2 separate regions of the Mus musculus genome follow, and region 1 is linked to region 2. Evidence: chromatin contacts called from public HiChIP or PLAC-seq data. All regions are on one chromosome and are shown on one strand. Each heading gives the region's core, a stretch centred on a gene start, on an enhancer-like site or on the middle of the called end of the contact. The rest is flanking DNA. Distances are from core to core; before and after follow the strand shown. Region 1 overlaps Gcn1 (GCN1 activator of EIF2AK4). Region 2 holds the start of Pxn (paxillin).

What was found. HiChIP or PLAC-seq counts read pairs in DNA pulled down with a chosen protein or histone mark.
Region 1: an H3K4me3 HiChIP or PLAC-seq map of pro-B cells shows a contact between it and region 2, with 2.6 times the contacts expected there. The contact joins the enhancer-like site here to the promoter of Pxn in region 2. A contact is called at or near these places in 7 of 484 Hi-C or Micro-C datasets (B cells, the C10 cell line, the HL-1 cell line and 3 more), 6 of 115 datasets of contacts at active chromatin or transcription factors (bone marrow-derived macrophages, embryonic stem cells, neural tube and 2 more) and 4 of 9 other capture datasets (adipose tissue, embryonic stem cells, liver and 1 more).

Annotation. Positions count from the first base shown.
Region 1 is chr5:115,599,675-115,606,325 of GRCm38.p6, reverse strand. Gcn1 (GCN1 activator of EIF2AK4) reads right to left here. Exons shown (of 58, transcript NM_172719.2): 34 at 3,694-3,940; 35 at 2,992-3,113; 36 at 2,202-2,316; 37 at 1,329-1,508. Among named protein-coding and RNA genes, the nearest start is that of Mir7029, 22 kb to the right of the region's middle. Within about 2 kb of position 3,630, at least 5 of the 459 cell types and tissues checked have an H3K27ac peak or open chromatin away from gene starts, as enhancers often do. A contact at or near this core is called in pro-B cells, where this site is marked.
Region 2 is chr5:115,503,917-115,509,972 of GRCm38.p6, reverse strand. Pxn (paxillin) reads right to left here and starts at 3,297. Exons shown (of 12, transcript NM_133915.3): 1 at 3,105-3,297. The coding sequence starts at 3,117.

The DNA of each region.
Region 1 (6,651 bases), core at 2,381-4,880, 96 kb before region 2:
CTGAGAACGGGCTAGTTTCAACAGGATGACCTGCAGTCAGCGCCGAGTTTCCTGGGTATTAGGGGCTTTGTCTGCAATCAGCAACCACATGGGGATTTTATGGAAAACAAAAAAGTTTTAAGGCACGGAAGACCCAAGAGTCAGTGATAAAAATAAAGCACTCAGAACTTAGAGCAGCCAAGTGCAGATGGACTGACTTCTCCAGACAGCCCCGCAGGAGGACTCTAGGACCTCCTCACGAGCTCAGACAGTTTAGCCTCTCTATACACACGCAGCAGTCAACAATAACAACCTACTAACCCACTTATAAAACAAGCAACAGTAGGAATAGACGATTCTACAGAAGCTACAGTGACAGCAGACAATGGGAACATGTTCAAGTCACTGCATCTTTGCCTTTAGGGAAAGGCACACCAAGACCACACAGACAGACAGGATGCAGAGGCAGCCAGGGCTCTTTGTGTTCAAGGCCAGCCTGGGCTACACAGTGAGTTTTAGGCCAACCGAGGCTACAGAGCAAGAACTCAGCCTCCATCAGCCCTCAGGAAAGAAACACACCATGGCTGGGCTGTATCCCAGCTGCTGGAGCCCATGCCTAGCACGTGAATCCTGGGCTCAGTGTTCAGCACCGCCTAAACCAGGTAGGTGTTGGTGATGCATGCCTATAATCCCAGGATTTGGGATCAGAAGGTCACAAGCATCCCAGGATACCAGGCTGTCCACACAGGCCAACTATGACAGAGAACCAAGCATCACAGGAAAGAACACCTCTGGGCCAATGAGAGGGCTCCCTGGTAAGGCACTTGCCACCAAGCCTGAACTGAGATGGTGCCCAGGACACACAGGCTGGGAGGAGGAGATCAATTCTCACTCTCTGTTTACTTCCACCATACACGTGTGTCTACATATATCCATATAACACTAAAACAATAAACATAATTATAACTTTTTAATTAAAAAAAAGGTTAATCCTTTTGTCTGATGGAATTCAGCAGAAGAGACAGTTGCCCGGAAACCAGGGTTTTAGACGGTGCTGATGGGCTCCGAGCTGCCAGGGAATAGGCAGACCGCACAGCTCAGCCAAGTGCACGGGAGCTCTCAGAGCCAATGACTCGGTGTCCCTAACCATGAAGCCGATGACAGGCTCCAGACTGCTTCCAAAGCGCCTTCAACCATTTAGTCTAACTAAGAAAGGGGCTTCCCAGCACTGAATATGAATATTTCAATATGGATGTATTTGTCCTCAGAGAGACAGTCAGTGGACGTTCCCTAGAGCATCCAGGAAAAGGGATGCAGGCAGGGTAAGTGCCCTCACAGGAGAAGCATACCGAGAATCTCCGGGTTTCTGATGACAGAGCCAATCTGCCTGAGGGCCTGCTGTCCAGCCTTCTGCACTTTGACGTGGGAGTCTGTCAGCACTTCTGTGAGCTTGGGCACAATGTTGGGCAGGCAGGACGACAGCTGCTTAGGTGCACAGTACGCCATTGCCCCGAGCAGCTCTACGGACCCTGCAGACAGGAGACACGCGTGCAGCACTGAGACACTCGACACTCACCAGCACATTTTCTGTAACTATAATTGTGGGTGGTGCCAGCCCGGGCTGGTGGTCCTGGATGTATAAGCAAACAGGTCAAGCAGGCCAGGAGGAGCAAGCCAGTGAGCATCCTCCTCTACGGCCTCTGCGTCAGCTCCTGCCTCCAGGTTCCCGCCCTGACTTCTCTGAGTAATGGTCTCTGAGTAATGGACTGTGATCCCAAGTTCCCTTGGGCCATGGTGCCTATCACAACAGAAGAGACCTAGCCAGGGCAGCAGGAAGACCTAGTTTGGTCCTGCAGGTGTTCCAAGGGTAAGTCACTGGGTTTCTCAGGGCTCAGGTTCCACATCCACAAGTGAGGAGATCATTGTTCTCTGTGCTGTTTCAAACTGTAAGGCAAAGAGGCCTGAAGGACAGAAGGGAGCCTCTGCAGGAAGGACCCAGGCCCTGCCCTCCCTACCAGAATCTCCATCTATCTGTTCCAGAAGCTTCCAGACTACAGCTTTCAAGCTCGGGATCTCCCCAGGGCTGTGGCTTCTGCATGAAGCCTGATCCAGGAATCAGAGCCCTAACTCTACAGACTGCCGTGTCCATACACAGGAGCTGTGACTACTTGTGTACCTACTGAGGGTCATTTTCAGGACAGGATGGAGGGGTGTGGCCTCACCAGCTTTGGTCCTCCAGGACTCCTCCTCCAGGGCAGCTAACAAGGACGGGAGCACCAACTTCACACCGTGAGCACTCAAATTGCTCATCACAGCTTTGGCACAGTCATCTGCAGCCTCAAGGGAGGAGAGAAGACAGTCAGGGGCCTCCTTGTCAGGGCAAGCACTGAGCCCGCCACTGACCCTCGTGTCCCTACAGTCACCAAGATGGTGGTTTTGTTAGACCCTGTGCCAAGTTCAGACAAACAGCCACACAAATCTTAAGGAGCTTCCGTACTAGGACTAGAGAGATGGCTCAGCAGTTAAGAGCACGTGTCTGGGCCAGACACTGATGGCATTTAATCCCAGGACTTCAGAGGCAGGCAGATCTCAGAGTTCAAGGCCAGCCTGTTCTACAGGACAGCCAGGGCTACACAGAGAAGCAACTCATTTAGCAATCATGAGGACGGAAGCTTGGACACTAGGACCACGTAATAAGCCAGGACATCATGTGTGTGCCCATATGAAGGGTTAGCTGGGGTTTGCCAGTTTCCAGCCCAGCTGAAAGGGGATAGAGGGCATCTGACAACCTCTTCTAGCTCCTGGAATCTCCTTATGTGCTCACACAGGCATACACATAGCACACATGCACACACAAATAAAATCCTCAATGCATCAGGGAACCAGAGAGAAATTCATAGCGGTAACCCAGGTAGGCACCGACAGGCCTCTGGCAGCAGGGGCTGGAACCCATCTTAGACCCCTCCCTGACCAAGCCTGCCTGGGAACAGTCCATTCTGCCCCCAGACTTACCTCGCGCACGTACTGGTTCCCATCCCCAAAGCACAGCAACAGATGGGGCAGCACGTGGACCACATAAGGCTCGAAGAGCTTCCCCAGCATGGTACAGAGCATCTCGAAGGCAAACAGCGCTCCTGGGGAGAGGATGACAGGAGGGCTGAGAACGCTAAGGCCACCAGGCTCCTGGGACCTCCTCAGGCGACCGTAGTCATGGACAGACTTAAGTGCAGCCGCCTGTCTCAGTCCTTGGGCAGGGATGTGGCAGAGGGCGACAGAGGAGGAGGCAGGGGAGTTTCCAACACTTTCTAGTACCACTAGGCAAGCCTCTCTCTGCTGTGTTAGAAGTCATAAAGCAGGTAGGGGAACAAGTTTATATCCCTGCACTCTGGAACCTGAGGCAGGAGGATCACCAAGTTGTAGGCTGTGCTTGGTAACTTAGGGACTCCTTAGCCTGAAACACGGAAATAAGAAAGGCTGGGGCGCAGCTCGGCAGCAGAGCAGCCTGCGTGGAATAGCTGAAGCCTGGGGTTCAGCCCAAGCAGTGCCAGACAGAAAAAGGGCGAAGTGCAGGTCAGCCCCACCATGGACAGGGCTGGGAGGAGTCCCACCTGCCCTCCCTTTCTCTGCTGTGTGCGTGCGTGCGTGCGTGCGTGCGTGCGTGCGTGCATGGGCACCCACTTCCTGTGCCGTCAGCCCCGGGCTCAGGGGACCCACCCTCTCGCCTTCGGAAGTTCTTCTTGTCCTGGATAGCATCAGTCAGCGCGGCCATCATCTCCTGCTGCTTCAGGGAGAGGATGCCCAGGCCCTTGACCAGGCCCGCCAGCCCGTATGCCGCCCCTTTGCGCTCCGCATACTTGTCCGACTCCAACAGCTGCTGCATGAGCCGCTGGATCATGCCCCCAGCATCCTCCTTGACAGCAGGCACGAGAGGTGGCAGGCAGCTGGCCACAGACTCCTGGACCTGCGGGAGCAGCCGTCGTCACATCAGGGACAGCTGAGCCCAATCTCACTGCTCCAGTGTCAAACAAAGCACCTGAGGAGCAGTGAGCTAGTTCCACAGTCATTACGACACACCCGCTCTACAGTGCAACCATCAACAAGAACCCTATAGTGCTGTTTCGGGTCGAAACCATAGCTCCTTAAACTGAGGTTCCCAGCCCTACATGGGGCCACACCCTAAGTCAATGTAGGGGTTGTGAGACACTAGGAAACAGTAAACATTTCTGAATATACACCAGCCAAACACTAATTCCAAATCTAACACATAAGACTCTGAGGTGTGAGCCGGGCGTGGTGGCGCATGCCTTTAATCCCAGCACTTGAGAGACAGAGGCAGGCGGATTCTGAGTTCGAGGCCAGCCTGGTCTACAGAGTGAGTTCCAGGTCAGCCAGGGCTACACAGAGAAACCCTGTCTTGAACCAACCCCCCCCCCCCAAAAGACTCTGAGGTGTTCCTGACAAAGCCCAGGAGTGTCGCCTCCTGTGACGTCACTGCAACCTCGGTCTGAACACACACAAATGCACTTTATCCTGAGCGTGCTGCACACCAACAGCAGTAATCGCTGCTCAGCCCCTCAGCTTGCACTGAGACCACTGTGTGGCACGGCAACATCTCGCTGTGTGTATCGGGTTTTATGCACTTAAGAGAATGATCCTGGCAAAAAACGAGAGACTTCAATGCTTTCCTCGCAGGGTTCCTCAGTCTGTGAGTGTCAGATCACTACAGCTGTGGGTCCACTGCCTTAGAACACTTACTTTTTAAAATCTGTTAGTCAGTCAGTTAGTAACAAGTGGTGACACACGCCTTTAATCCCAGCACCTGGGAGGCAGACACAAGTGAATCTCTCTGAGTTCAAGGCCTGGCAGGTCTGCATCAGGCCAGCCAGGGTTATAGAGTGAGACCCTCATCACACACCCCAAGAAACCTTAATTAGTTAATTAAGAAGTGATTGTACCAATGACCAGAGTTTCATTAAGAAAAAAAAAAGTAGTCTATGAATTTTGGCTTGGGGTTAAAACAACTTTCTGATTTCCAATTAAATATCTATGTAAAAGGGGAGGGTGAGGGAGAAAGCTCAGCCAAGTAGATGACCTGAGTTCTATCCTGGGAACCCACACTGGGGAGACCCTACTCCTGCAAGTGTCCTCTGATCTCTACACAGAGGCACGTGCCTCCTCCAACTAAACTAATAAGAAAAATGCCAATTAAAAATATATGTGTACTCCAGGACAGCCAGGGCTATACAGAGAAACCCTGTCTCGAAAAACCAAAAGAAAAAGAAAAATTAAAAAACAAAACAGGCCCGGGCAGTGGTAGCACACGCTTTTAATCCCAGCACTTGGGAGGCAGAGACAGGCAGATTTCTGAGTTCGAGGCCAGCCTGGTCTGCAGAGTGAGTTCCAGGACAGCCAGAGCTACACAGAGAAACCCTGTCTCAAAAAATAACAAAAAACCAAAACAAAACAAAACGGGGGGAGGGTATAGGGAACTTTCAGGATAACATTTGAAATTTAAATAAAGAAAATATCTAATGAAAAAAATATTAAAAAAAAATGTGTGTGAGAGCCTGCCACTTTGTACTACGTATTTATGCAAAGTAGCATTGTTAGCACTGATTTAAGTCAGAAATCAACTCAAACTGAAATTCTACATCCTAAGTAGTATCAACTATTTAGGCAAAATTTGTTTATTTAAAAGTAAATAAGCCCCCAGAGCTCGTGTCTCCAGCTGCATATGAAGCAGAAGATGGCGTAGTCGGCCATCACTGGGAAGAGAGGCCCCTTGGTCTTGCAAACTTTATATGCCCCAGTACAGGGGAATGCCAGGGCCAGAAGGTGGGAATGGGTGGGTAGGGGAGTGTTTGTGTGTGTGTGTGGGGGGGGTTTCTGGGGGACTTTTGGGATAGCATTGGAAATGTAAATGAAGAAAATACCTAATAAAAAAAATAAATTTAAAAAAAGTAAATAAGCGCACCTATCTCATTAGTATGCAAATCTGTTTTAAGCTCTAATAAATGATAATCATTTCATAGATACCAAAGAACTGATTTTAACTGTTACGGTTTATTACCACAGACATTTGATTTGCATACCTATTTTATATACATAAATGCCCAGCAATGAGTAAAATGTCTGTGACAAGAAGGGTTGTAAACTTTAGAAGTTGAAGCAACCCCGGTCTGAACAAAGACCTAAGGCCCAGGCAGCAGGGAACGGGGGTCCACCTGGCAGCGTGCTATGGCACTGTGCCTGGATTAAACAACCACATCTCCTAGTTCCCACACCTACCAGCGTCACCAGGGAATGGTGCTGGGTGTAAGAAAACCAGATCCAGGCGAGGAGAGAGAGATGCGCTGAATCCTACGTTCCAGCCACAGAGCCCAGCCACAGAGCGCACGCGGCAGCTGCCTAAGCTGCCCTTTGCGGTCAGACTCTGATCAATCCTGAAACTGTTTCCAACTGTAACTTTCATGAGGACACTCGGGGTGTGAAAGATCCAGTATGTCAATCTCAAGGAATTAGATATAAATGCATGGTTTCCAGACAAGAGGAAAAGAAAAGTCCTTGGGAGCATGGGTCAGAGAGACCTTACAGGTACCTGTAATGTGTAGCCAGCACACAGAGAGGCCAAGGGGAAACCACAAAGGGATCCTCTCTGGGGTGTGGCTGGTT
Region 2 (6,056 bases), core at 2,048-4,547:
TCCAGATTCCAGCAGCCTGGCCACTGCCAACAGCTGGCTGTGTCCCCCGCTATGGAGGAGCGGGCAATGCTATCAAGCCATTTCCTGGGGGACCTCCTGGCCTGGTAGAGCAGAAACTTTAGAGGTAACTACCAGTTACTCCGCAGGCCTCTCTTGGGGTCCGCTCCCTGATTAGTACTAGGTCCTAATGCTTTCCGATTAAGACGACCAGATCCAGAATTGGATCGATCTAGGTTCAAACCCCAGCCAGCTCTGCCAGAACGTCTAAGCTCAGGCTTCTTGAGAGAGAGAGAGAGAAAGTGCTGAGCACGGGGCCTGTCTCCAGCAGAGGAAGAGGGATTCCTGACAGGCAGGCCACACTGTGGTTACGGCCGCCCCAAATACATTACCGACATGAACAACATGAACGTGGAGAGAGAGGGAGAGAGGAGAGCCAGGGCAGAAAGCATAATGAGAGTGATCTGTGTTGTGAGAACTCTGTCCAGGAAACCCCGGCCAGAACTTGAACAGAAGGAGCTCTGGGCCAAACCAGCGTCTAAGCGTCTAATGAGAAAAGCCACCAAGCAGCCGCCCAACAGCACACAAAAAAACGCAGGGAACACGCGGAGGAAGGCAGAACACGCTGTGTTTATGTTTTGTTTTGTTTTTTCTGACCAATGAGCTATAAATTTGTAACTTATTAAACAGCACATGGTGACTCTCACTGGCCACTGTGAGGAGGGGAAGAGTCCTCCAATTAATCTTTTTAAATTGATTTATTATTTTTACTCTCAAGCCCTCCCCCAAAAAACCCCACCGTTATCATGGAGGCTAGGTATGCACCCCACGCATGGCCTTGCCACAAGGAGATCACCTTAAACGACTGCCCCATGTTAAGTGACGGGGAGGTGCACGCTGCTGAGATCTCTCTTGGGACACAAATAAAAACAAGAGGGCTGGCCCGTCATAAGCCATCCTAACTTAGGAAAACAGCTGACGGGCAGTGTGCTGAGCAGCCATGCAGACAGCTGACCGCCTGGGCTGAGAAGCAAATTCCTCTCCAGTCCTGCACATCCATCCTTACCCCCACCCCGCCCTGGGCTCTGGTCAGCCAGGCGGAACGGCCCCCTGAGAGCCCAGACTAAGGAGGCAGTGTAGCTCGGATGGAGCAACTGGAGAGTCTAGAGAAGGCAGCAGAAGTCACAGGTGGCAGCCACCACCCCTTGCCACCCCTCCTGCCAGCACCAGCTCACCCCCTTCCCCGGAAGGAATGTATACAGGAGCTGCCCAGGGACCAGCTTCTAGGCACAGACTTCATTCGTTTCTGGGCTGTGCAACCTTGGGTCAGAGACTCAGCCTCTCTTGGTCTCTTGTTAAATAGAGGTAGTGTTGGTGGCCATGGCCTCAGGGTGATCTTACAGAAAGGACAGGACAAATCCAGGCATGGGTAAGAACTCCACAGACAGCCCATTTCAATCCCTACGGTCCCCGTCTGCCAGAAAGCACTCTTTCCTTTCAAAGACAACTCAGTGTGCTGGCCCTAAATGGAAGACAGTCAGAAGCCGGGAATTCCGAGCTCTGCGGACACTACAAAGACTTCCTCAGTCCTTCAAACAGCACGGGGACTGTCCAGAAGCAACAGGGCCCTCAACCAGCCTGTGAGGTGCTGTGACTAGATTCCCCTCGTCCCCACCGGGGGAACCCCTTACACATTCAGATACCTACTCAAAAGCTCATCACCCCGGCCTCCTTTCGAAAGCTCAGGTATTTTTATGTGGAAGAATAAAAATTAAAAATACCTGCCTGGAAGCTACGCCAACCTTGAGTGCATCGGGAACGGACGTGCCAAGCCTGACCCAAAAGCATAGCTATGCCTGGCAGACAGCCCACTCCGTGAACCAAGCAGGACCCAACACCATCCCAGCCTCCAGGATGTTACACCAGCTCCCTGATCCCACAAGGAAACTGTAGCCAGTTTTAAAAATGACCAGTCTTAACTTGGTACCCTGTGTTGCCTGAGAGGTCCCTCAGTCTTATCTAGTGAATCTGCTCCTCAGAGCCAGGGACACGGATGGCACCAGCGGTCATACAAGCCACCCACAGTCCAGAGAGTGAAGACAAGGCTCCTACAGAGAAGGGACTTTATCCCACACACACCTCCTCAGCTGAGGGGCCCTCCGGGGAGGGGAAGACAGGGGCTCCTTCACGCTGGGATTCACTGGGCATTCCTAGAAGCCTTGAATCAACCCCCTTGGGTTTAAAATCCACTTCCAGGAGAGTCTTTCCTTTCCTCTGTCCTAACAGCAGACCAAGTGTGGGCTGAAAAGAATGGCCTCTGGGCTCCAATAACACGAGGACAGTTAAAACTCTGTTCTGGGTGTCCTGTCCTCTTTACCTGTGGGGTTTCCAGCAGCTCTGATGCTGGGGGTGGGGGACCTTGCCAGCCAGGACACGTTCAGAGATGGCCGTAGCCTGCGGCCCATTCCCCTTCTCATTCCTCTGGCATGTCACCAGGGTCTGGGAACGGTGGGTGAGAGGCGGGAGTCATAAGCCACCACCCCCCCAAACTTGCCTTTCTAAGTTTAAACTTGATCTTGTAATACAGGGTGACCAGACTTGAAACGGTGTGTGGTGGGGGTTGGGGGGGGGTGTATATGCAGTACCCCCGGGGACACTTGTCATTAGAATGGGGGTGTGGTCCTCACAAGCTTTTCTGTGGGCTGTGATAGGAAATGGGTGGGCTCTCTCGAAAGGGGCTATATCCCTGAAACGGGGTGGGGGGTCTGGGGGCAGTGTGCAAAGTGGAAGGTGGCCTGGAGGGAACAGAGGGGGGTCATAGAAGAAACAGCCTCTGAGACCGAGTCCCATAGGCAGACGCTCTGAGGTGGGGGTGGGGAAGCCAAGTGAGGGTCTCCTGCAAGCCAAGGAGGTCTGCCCCGGGAGCGGGGCGCCTCTCCCAGAGGTGGGTCCCTGAACACCCAGTACGGGATCGAGGTCCTCAGGCGCCGCAGCGAAGAGCGGCCAGCACAGCCCCGGGCCGTAGGCACCGCAGCCCAGCCGGGCGCTAGGGTGGGATCGGCGGCCGCCGGGCCCCGGCCGCTCCGCCCTCCGTCTCCCGCACTCACCGAGGTCGTCCATGGCTGGTCCTCAGACGCCAGTCCCCGGCTCGATGTCGCCCTCGCTGCCCGTCTCCGGGCTGCTCCTCGCCGCCCCGCAACTTTTCCGCGTCCAGCCTCGGCCCGGAACGGAACCCGCTGCCGCGCTGCCTCCTCCTCCACCACCGCCGCCGCCGCCGGCGCGCGCGCCCGCGACAGGATAGCCCCGCCCCCGCGTGCACGCTGGCCACGCCCCGCCTCCGACCCCCCACCCCCCCAGCACGCCCAATCCCGCAGGGGGCGAAAGCTGGGCGTGGTCGTGGCGCCCCCTGGCGGCTGGACAGGCTGGTGGCGTCTATAGGCCATGAACCTCTGCGTTCAGTCTGACCCGACCTTCTGGCAGACTAGTCACTCAAGAGAGTCGGTGGCAGATTTGTCACTCAAGAGAGTCGGATTTGTCCACCTGTCCCTGTAGGTCACCTCCCAGGAGGATTAAATCGGCTTGCCTGGAGCCTTTGGACTGATGGCAGTGCTAGTCATCCCAGAATAATATCCCAGATGTAGTTTTTGTGAAACAGGGTCTCTCTCTCTCTCTCTGTCTCTCTGTCTCTCTCTCTCAGGGTCTCTCTCTCTCTGTCTCTCTCTCTCTCTCTGTCTCTCTCTTTGGTTTTTCTTTTTTTTTTTTTTTAAAGTATTCATTTGAATTAATGTTGAAACAATTCATGGTTTTTTTTTTTAAAGATTTATTTATTTATTACATGTAAGTACACTGTAGCTGTCTTCAGAAGAGGGCGTCATATCTCGTTACAGATGGTTGCGAGCCACCATGTGGTTACTGGGATTTGAACTCTGGACCTTCGGAAGAGCAGTCGGGTGCTCTTACCCACTGAGCCATCTCACCAGCCCTCTCTTTGGTTTTTCGAGACAGGGTTTCTCTGTGTAGCCCTGGCTGTCCTGGAATTCACTCTATAGACCAGGCTGGCCTCAGAAATCCGCCTGCCTCTGCCTCCTGAGTGCTGGGATTAAAGGCATGCACCACCACTGCCCGGAGAAACAGGGTCTCTTTGTACCTCCAGCCAGGCTGGAACCTGAGACCTTTGTCCTGACTGGTAACATCAGCAGTGGCTGCGACCAACTCTGGCCCCAGATCCAGTACTTTAGAGCTTATGAAACCTTTCATTTTACCCCTTTCCCTGCTTCCCCCTTCCTAGAGACTGCCAAAATTCTGCACAAGGTAGATTTACCCCACATTACAGCAAAGCAAAAACTACCAAAACTTCATTCCCGGATCCTGGCAGATTTGCCCAGGGGACTCAGAAACTGGATGATAAAAGCCTGGTGTAGTAGCTCAGGACTATAATCTCAGCTAGTTGGGAGATGCAGGCAGGTCTTCAAATTCAAGATTACACTGGACTAGAGAAAGAGTAAGGACTAAACTGGGCAATTTATAGGAAGACCTGTCTCAAATTTTAAATTTTTTGAAAACTTTTAAAAATAAATACACACACACACACACACACAAACTGAGTGTGGTGGCACAAGACTATAATCCCAGAATTTAGTAGGCAGAGGCAAGTTTATCAGGAGTTCAAAGTTGTCCTTAACACCACACAGTCAGTTCAGTTCAAAGCCAGCCAGGGCTACATAAGACCCTGTCTCAAAACATACATACATACATACATACATACTTCAAGACCAGCCCAACAAGTAACATAGGACTTAAATCCCCACCCTTAGGAAGTGGAAGCAGGAGAATAAGAAATTCAAGGCCATCCTTAGCTAAATATTGATTATGAAACTACCCTGGGCTATATAAGACTCTATCTAAAATCATTGACAAATAAAAATGTAAACTGTTGGCCAGGCATGGTGGCACATACATTTAATTCTAGCACCCAGGAGGTAGAAGCAGGTAGATCTCTGTGAGTTCCAGGACAACCAGAATTACGTAATAGAAAAACCCGTCTCAAAAAACAACACAACAGCCGGGCAGTGGTAGTGCATCCCTTTAATCCCAGCATTTGGGAGGCAGAGGGAGGTGGATTTCTGAGTTCAAGGCCAGCCTGGTCTACAGAGTGAGTTCCCAGACAGGCAGGGCTATACAGAAAAACCCTGTCTTGAAAACCAAAAGAAGAAAAAAAAATGTTTTTTGTCTCAGTGACAAAGCACCTGCTTAAAGTGCCTGAAGCCCTGGATTTAGTCTGCAGTACTCCCATCCCTAATAGTAGAAAGTGTACACTGTGGTGGTTTGAATGAGATTGGCCCCACAGGCTCATATATTTGAACACTCGGTTCCCCAGCCTGTGGATCTGTTTGGGAAGGACTGGGAGGTGTGGTCTTTGCTGGAGGAGGTGTGTCACTAGGAAGCAAGCTTTGAAGTTTCAAAAGCGCCACTCCATTCCCACTCTCTGTCTGCTTCCTTTTCATAGATCAAGACCTAAACTTTTAGTTTACGGCTCCCGCGCCAGGCCCGACTGCCTGCTGCCTGACTCCCCCCACTTGGTGATCATGGGCATTGCCCTTGGGAACAGCAAGCTTCCAATGAACTGCTCTATTAACACAGCCTGGCTTGTGGTGTTTTGTCACAGCAATTGAAAAGGTAACTAAGACAAGTGATTTGTAAAATAAAAATAAAGAAGAGAGGCTGGAGAGATGGCTCAGCAGTTAAGAGCACTGACTGCTCTTCTGAAGGTCCTGAGTTCAAATCCCAGCAACCACGTGGTGGCTCATAACCATCTGTAATGAGATCTGATGCTCTCTTGTGGTGCCTCTGAAGACAGCTACAGTGTTCTTATGTATAATAAATCTTTACAAAAAAATACAGATAAACTAAGAGACAAAATTAAAACTATTTGAAGTCCAATAATGTGACTAATAGGCGTTTGTGATATTGTTATTGTTTCGCTTTGTTTTGGGTCTCATGTATCCCAGGACAGCCTTAAAACAAAGGCCAAAGATGGCCTTGGACTTTCTGATCCTCTT